Linked DNA regions of Cricetulus griseus: region 1 is linked to region 2. The links are chromatin contacts, called in public Hi-C maps. All regions are on one chromosome and are shown on one strand. Each heading gives the region's core, a stretch centred on a gene start, on an enhancer-like site or on the middle of the called end of the contact. The rest is flanking DNA. Distances are from core to core; before and after follow the strand shown. Region 1 overlaps Tspoap1 (peripheral-type benzodiazepine receptor-associated protein 1). Region 2 has its middle 52 kb from the start of Hsf5.

Region 1 (3,589 bases), core at 745-3,244, 110 kb before region 2:
ACGGAGTGTGCTAAGGAACGGGACTGGAAGGACCTAGGTCTTTGGTAACAGTAAACGGTGAGAGAATGGACAGGGTGATCTCTGCTACTGTCCTACCTTCAAAAAAGCCATCCTCATCCATGTCACCATAAATGTAGATATACTCGCCGGCTGTCAGGGGGAGCTCAGCTTCCGGATTCTCATTGGGACCTTCAAGGGGGTTGTAGCTGTTGGCAGAGTAGCAGAGGAGGAAGAACACAGTGGCTGACATCTCACCTCCGTACTTAGCTTCTCGAGGTCACACCTCAAGTCTTTCTGGAGATGTGGTTACTACGGTAGCCAAGTAGAGCACTCATGGTACCCACCTTGGCTCAACCCTGCTATAAGCACAGTGTTCAGTCAGTGCCACCCTCCACTATGCCCAGGGGTCTCCATCTTCATCCATACCTGTCCTCTGTGCATCCCAATGCTGAGGGTGGCAGAGTGAGCTAGAGGGACCCACCTATAGCGTGCTAGGAAGACCTGGATCCTGGCTCCTCCCGAGTTGCCCTCTGGAGCTGCTGGAAGCAGGGAGACACTGTCTACCTCCAGCTCCTCCACCTCACTGGCCGTGTCCACCTAGGGCAGGAAGAAAGTAGGCTCCTCTCAGGGTCCAAGGTCCCAAGCCAAAGACACTGTAGGCAGGAATAGCTGGGGGGTTTTTGAGAAGGGAGCTGGAAACACACCCTGCCAGGCCAGTGGCAACAAGGCCTGGCATTTGATAAACCACACTTGAGACAGAAGGTCTGTGATGCACACAGCTGTCCTAGTTTTGGGGTGTGAGGACAACTTGGACCCTTCCCTAAGTCCTGGCTCCAACCCAAGAAATAAAACAATATTCCCCAACCTGACTGACAGCCATGTCAGAGGGGAGCAGGCATCAGTGACAGTTTGGCTCCCTAAGGTAGAAACTCAGCGAAGCATCTTAGTCATAAAGAGCTGGATGCAAGAAGGAGGAGGGCCTGGAGGCACCCCCTGTTTTAGCACTGTGCCTGTACCTCCGGCTTCAACCCCCCTGGAACTCAGCGCTTCAGATCCACTAAGGCCAGCCCAAAGCTAGGACCATCAATCTATCCCACCAGGGGGCAGCAGAGGCCCAGGGCCGGGTTGTACCCCTTTGTGATGGCGATTGGCTTGCTCCTGGCCTGCCACCTCCACTTTGCAGGGTTCATAGGTAGAAAGAGGGACAAGGTGATCGGAGGAGCTGTGAGTAAAGTCAGTAGTGACTACAGCTGCCACAGGTTGGGCATCTCCTGCGTGCTCCTCGCTGAGACGTAACCCTCACAACAATTTTATAAGGCATGTTTGTAACCCCACCCCCAGCCGCCCCAGGCATACAGACAAGGAAGCCAAAGCCTAGAGACATCGTGAGTGACAAGGCTGGGATCAGAATCCAGGAACCTGTGTTCCTTCTCACGCAAGCAACTGCTTCCACTGCAGTTGCTCCTATGAACAGACTCATTATGCCGATCAGGCGCCAAACAGTCTCCTCCATCCTGCTCAAGACTCTGGGGCCTCCCTGGACCCCAGAGAGGTGCAGCTGGTAGGCAGGCCCTGGAGAGCAGGCTCCACTTCAGTTCCTGCCCACAAGAGGAAGCCACGGCCTTCAATGCCCAAGCTTGGGATCAGTAGCCACCCAACTCCTTCCGCCTCTGCCCCCGCCCCCCCCCAAGCCAATACCCAAGCCCAAAGTCCCCAGCCCAGAACTCACCTCTGGTGTGGGACATGACTTGGGGCTGTTATGGACCGACTCCGAGCGAGAAGAGTTGGAAAGAGATTCCACTTTCTTAGCCGTCCTTCGAGGGACCCCAGCAAGGGTAGCAAGAGCAGGCTCTGAAGATTTGGGGGTACAGCGTCCTGGGGAGCCCGGCGGGAGGTCAAGGTCTAAAGAGAAGATGACAAGTGGGCTTGGGATCTGTGGCCTGAGAGGACTGGGGAGATAGATGGAGCTTCTTGGATATAGGCATCTGGCCTTTCTACCCAGATATCCTAACAATAAGGGAAATATTTGGGAAGAAACTCACTGTGATTCATATCTATAAGAATCCTCCGAGCGTTTGATGAAATGCATTGAGTTTTCCTGCCTCGTGGCTTAGGAAACTGACACTTGGAGAGGTTAAACAGCATGCTAACTCCAAATGGCTGGTAAGAGAATGGAGCTAGGACCACCAGATGTGACTGACCTTTAATTCTCGACTCTTCCTAAGACCCTGATTCTGACTGCTAGGGCCTGACTCCCAGTTAGAGGCAGAACAGCGGCCTGAGATCTTGACTTAAATGAGCTATGTCTTTAACTTGCTCTATGACTTTGGATGACTGGCTGCCTCTAACCTTGAACTCCTTGCACTATACAAAAGCCCCGGGATCTGAGGAGTCCAGACCAATGTCATTAGGGGACACCTTACCTTTGGGGCCAGACCCGTGGCAGGGCTGAGGGGTAGAGCAGCAGCAGTGGGGGGGCGGATGGTCCCCAAGGACACTACAGCCCAGGGCAGAAGTAAGCAGATCCAGGGGACCTGGGTGCAGTCGAAAGGCCTGGAGCTCCTGTGCCAGAAGGCTGAAGCGCTCGGTTTGGCTGCGACACTGGCCCTCAAGCTCTCGAACCCGGGCCTACAAGAAGACCCATTGTGGTTTACCAGGCCAAGCAGAGCTGTGCAGCACTATCCAGTTCCACATAGCCCCACAACAGACTTTAGTTCACACACATGTGCCCACACACACCAGCCTGAGCACCAACCTATGGCACCAACTCTCAGACTCAGGCCAGTGCCACTCTTGCCTCAGAATACTTTATAGGTCAAAGGGTTTTCCTCATCCCACCAACAACAACAACTCAGAATCTTCTTAGCTCTGGCCACTAGTTATTCTCCCATAGGCAGTGGCCCTGTCTCACACTCAGAGACATGGGTGAGCGGTTCCATGGCAAGCTAGGATGCCTTTGGATAGAGTGACCTTTTCTCAATTACCAGGCAAGTTTCTAGCCTAAGGGCTCTCCCACTGACAATGTCATAAGGAACATGAGTCAATGGGTGACAAACTTCCTCATGGTCTAAGACAACAGCGGGGAAGGCCCTGGGTCCACTAAGTTCAGATGCAGGTTCAGGAGGAGGGGACAGCCCATGTGCCCTCTAAGTTCTCCAGATATCTGTGGAGTCCCGGGTCTGCCATCAGTGATGGCCCCTCTGTGGGATATCAGAGTTGGTCCCTGAGAGAAGAGATGTGAGCGGGTTGGGGAGTGGACACCCAGTAGGTAGAAGGCATAAATAGACTGTACCTGCATGGAATCCAATGTAGACTGGTAGGGAAGGAAAGCACAGGGGTTAGAACATTCAGCTCTGTTGGTCAATAGCCCAGGGGGAGGGGCATGAAGATGGACACCACCCGTCAGTGCTCTGAGCAGATAAAGGAATATAAAGGACATTTCAAGGTAAAAGCAGCCTCTGCGATGGGTGCCAAGGGGGGACTATTGCCACAAAGACTCAGGAGTCCTGCCCCTGTGTAGCCCGGCCTAAAGAAATAGGCCGATAAAGGGGGATACAGTCTGGCCACATTTAAGGTCCCTCCTTCCACT
Region 2 (3,891 bases), core at 1,086-3,585:
GTAAAATAAAGTAGTACTTGCCTGCATTAATTTCCCTTCAGCTGGAGTTACTTCTGCAACACCAGCAAACACACCTTCCAGAGTGAGATTCAGTTTTCCCGTGGGGTCCACTTTCAAGGGGATCACTCTGATAATAGCTTTCTGCTCTGCTGATCTTTCAGACTCCACCGCTGCGGCCAGCACCAGGCCTGTGCGTCCAAAGCCTGCGTGCAGCGTAGCCATCAGCAGCCAGGGCCAGAGGGCAGCCAGCTGCAGCTGCTGGCCACCACTCATGCTACCAGCGGCATCAATGCTCTTCGGCCATGCATACTGCTTCCGCTGGCTAATCCCAAAGGCAGGTTCTCAGATCTAGAGAATGGAGGGGCAAAGATGCTGCTGGGCTTCAGTTTCAGAAAGCCAGGTCAGAATTCTCGACGGTGTATTCCCAAGCACAGGTGGCACTCCAGATTGGGAGGAGGAGAGGGACTTTTTCAGCCCACTTCTGGGGCAGGTATGTCATTCTCTCCCATCCTCACTGTGAACACAGAAACACCACCACTGCCTGTTGAGATTTCCAAATGTGCTTTAGATCCAACATGAATTGGTTTTGTGTCCGATCACTTGCTGTTGGTCTTCCATATGTATCAGATTTCTGAGGCACTAAACCCAATGTTGATGAGCAAAAAACAAGGGCGACAGCTAGGGCAGCCCATCGCAAGTAACACTGAAGAACTCCAGCTCAGAAGATGAGAGATGGCCCCCTTTAAGCTAGAAATTGTCAATTTTAAAGGACTAAAGGCCATGAGAGGCTTTTCTTTTTAAATAGAGTGGAAATTAATCAGGCCACACCTGGAGGGATGTCTAAGGCTGCTACAGCAGGAATTCATTAAAACGTCCATGCTAGATTGTGTTTCAGCCTAGCCCAGAGTGCTAGGCCTACTAAATTTATATACTTTTTAAGAACTTCAATATATTATATTTTTTTGTGTTCCACCAAAAGTGCCTGTAAAATTAGGCACAGATCCATATATCTTTGACATACAACAGAATAAACATCAATACCAAAATCTCTCCCAGCTTCCATATTGAGATACTTGATGAGTTTAGCTTCCCAGGTATTTTCCCAGGTAAAATTCATATTTCTTTTTCCACTTTCCTTTCTTGCTTACAGATTCGAGATTTTATTCTCCAGCCTGAGTCTATCAAGTGCTTTGGCTTTCCTCAACATGCTGAGGAGACTAATATCCAGACCTTAGAATCTGTAATCTTTGAGATTCAGAAGAAAAACAAAGGACTATTCCTAACACGTTTTCAAATTCCTTAAGGGGGTGGGGAATAAAAGACAAGGGGAGTTGGGGGGGTGGCCAGTCACAGGCTTTATGTTTGAAGGGGGGAATCAACAGAGTAGAGGAGATCCGGGTATTTCTAGGCTCCTATGAAACTTCAGATTCTTGTATAAACATCAGATTTTAAAATGTGCACGTTTAAGTAACTATAAATGCACTTCACCCACAAAGCCTGCTGCCTTCTGAGGCCACGTTTAAAAATCCTACAAAGTCTTCAGAAGTGCTGAAAAACCAAGCAACTGAACATGAACCTGCTATAGATTCCTTACTTTTGCTGAGACAGAGGTAAGGAGGAAACAAAAAAGAATTTCAAAAGAAATCTGCAAACCTGTTGCGCTGTCGGGCCCACTGGAATCCACGGGGGGGTGAAACAAATTCAATTATGCTTTTATAAATCCTGCTTTTAAAAGATCTGAGCTGCTTAACCCAGTGCGGCTCACTCTTCCACCTTCACTCTGCCGTCAGACCAAGTGTCCGCACTACAGGTAGGTGCGTGCGGAGAAATTCCGAAGCCCGAAAAAGCAATCCACGCAGGTCAAAGGCAGAAACTAATTCCAGGAAGAGAGCTACTGTCCTCAAGAACTCTGGAAATGCTTAAAGAAGATCCAAAATCATCTCTGGAATCTAGCAAAAGTCCTTTTCCCCCCGCCGCCTCTGTACAGAATATTAAATGATCAGCTCTTGAAAGACAACAAAGTAGTAAATACAACAATTTACTACCAGAAACACACACACACACAAAAAAAAAAATCCCAGAGGGAGAAGGCGGTATCTCTGAATCATGGATGGGCTTGGGAAGTTGAGAAGAAGGAAGGATTCAGTGCTTCCTTTCCAGAACGACAATTCTGGATCAGCTCCCTACACCAGGAAGCCTGCGGTTGGTAATTGGTGTTCTAGCTCTGACTCCCTCCCCTGGGAGTGCAATCACGCTCTCTACCTGCTGACAAAGTGAGGGTGGAGCAGCTGCACGCAAGCCCGCCCCTCCTCCTCTTGGTGCACGCACTCGCAAACTTAACCAAGTCTTCTCCCGCTCTCTTCCTGTGTCTCGCTCCTTTACTCCCTCTAGCGAGCCACCGCCTAACTGCATGCAACTCAATCAATCAGTCCTTAGCTTTCCCTGCAGCATATAAATCAGGGCCATTCAAAGATACCTAAGCGGATTCTGTAAGCAATTGGGCACAGATGGTGGAATGAGGAAATAAACAGAAAACATACAAGAATCAAAAAAAAAAAAAAACCAAACAAACAAAAGAATGGCGCGAAGTCTTGCAAATACAAGTTCAAACAGGTTTCTATTTTTCCATGTCCATAAATGGCACAAAGACCAGGTTGAGAGATCTTATACCGCAGTACCCGGCAGCACACGTTGCTTCTGTCTGCCACCGTGGAAACCGTCTGTTCATTTTCTGCATAGCTTTTCTGTTCTTACTGGTGTAAATTCTAGTGTAAATTCAGTAGTACTGTCTAAACTATCTGTATGGATCTTTCAAATCGGGCTGATGTCAGAAGTCTGGAATCTGTATTTCCTTCTCACTCATTGGGTCAGAGCTATTCTTCCAATGTAAGACTGTAAGTGAGTCTGTCAGAATACAGGCCAAGAGTTCAACTTATGCTTGGAGCTCGAACAGCGGCTCAGTGGTTAAGAGTATTTTCTAGGACTGAGGCTCAGTTCCTAGCACTCACGTGGTGGCTCACAACCATCTACAACTCCAGTTCCAGAGGATCTGATGCTCTCTTCTGGCCTCCACAGGCACTGCAGGCAAACACCTATACACGTTATCTTTTTAAAAAAGTTAAATGTGCTTAATGAAAACAATACAAGAAAAGAAAACTAATTTCAGTTAATTGCCACATTCATACAATATAGTTCTTTACAGTAATCTTGGCATGGGATGTTTGACTATTTTTTTTTGCGGGGGGGGGGGAGTTTCGAGACAGGGTTTCCCTGTGTAGCTTTGGAGCCTATCCTGGAACTCGCTCTGGAGACCAGGCTGGCCTCGAACTCTCAGAGATCCGCCTGCCTCTGCCTTCCGAGTGCTGGGATAAAAGGCGTGTGCCACCAACGTCCGGCTTGAATGTTTGACTATTACAATACCCAATTTACAAAATTATATTTGACTGTGATCAGACATTTTTTTTTAAAATTTTATTGTAGATGTATGGAGGTTTTATCTGCATGTATGTTTGTAAACCATGTGTGTGAGAGGCCAGAAAAGGGTATAAGATCCTGAAGAACTCGAGTTACAGATGTTTGTGAGGCACCAGGTGAGTGCTTGGATTTGAACTCAGGGCCTCTGGAAGAGCAATTGGTTCCCTTAACTTCTGAGCCATCTCTCCCGCCCCATGGTTAGACATTTCATTCTTGAGCTGCCAAATGTTTCAAAACTCTACTCACAACCAACAATGTGAACAAATTAACTATTGAAATGTATACATTTTAAACGATTGGGATAAATTTCTGTGTTTTAACTTCATATGAACATGAACCTGAAGAAAAAAAAAAAAAGATGAACCTGTTGGTCGTGTGTAAAACCATGGGGATTAGCCAAGCATGGTGGCTCAAACC

The links. Hi-C and Micro-C count contacts between places; a contact is called where the count stands out from the background.
Region 1: a contact with region 2 is called in a Hi-C map of fibroblasts, with 3 times the contacts expected there. The contact joins two enhancer-like sites. A contact is called at or near these places in 3 of 8 Hi-C or Micro-C datasets (the CHL-YN cell line, fibroblasts and liver).

What each region holds. Positions count from the first base shown.
Region 1 is chr7:100,940,641-100,944,229 of CriGri-PICRH-1.0, reverse strand. It overlaps Tspoap1 (peripheral-type benzodiazepine receptor-associated protein 1), which reads right to left. Exons shown (of 32, transcript XM_027426311.2): 12 at 3,293-3,313; 13 at 2,424-2,628; 14 at 1,730-1,902; 15 at 482-597; 16 at 97-206. Among named protein-coding and RNA genes, the nearest start is that of Tspoap1, 9.0 kb to the right of the region's middle. Within about 2 kb of position 1,994, at least 1 of the 6 cell types and tissues checked has open chromatin away from gene starts, as enhancers often do.
Region 2 is chr7:100,835,370-100,839,260 of CriGri-PICRH-1.0, reverse strand. No RefSeq gene overlaps it. Among named protein-coding and RNA genes, the nearest start is that of Hsf5, 52 kb to the right of the region's middle. Within about 2 kb of position 2,335, at least 3 of the 6 cell types and tissues checked have open chromatin away from gene starts, as enhancers often do.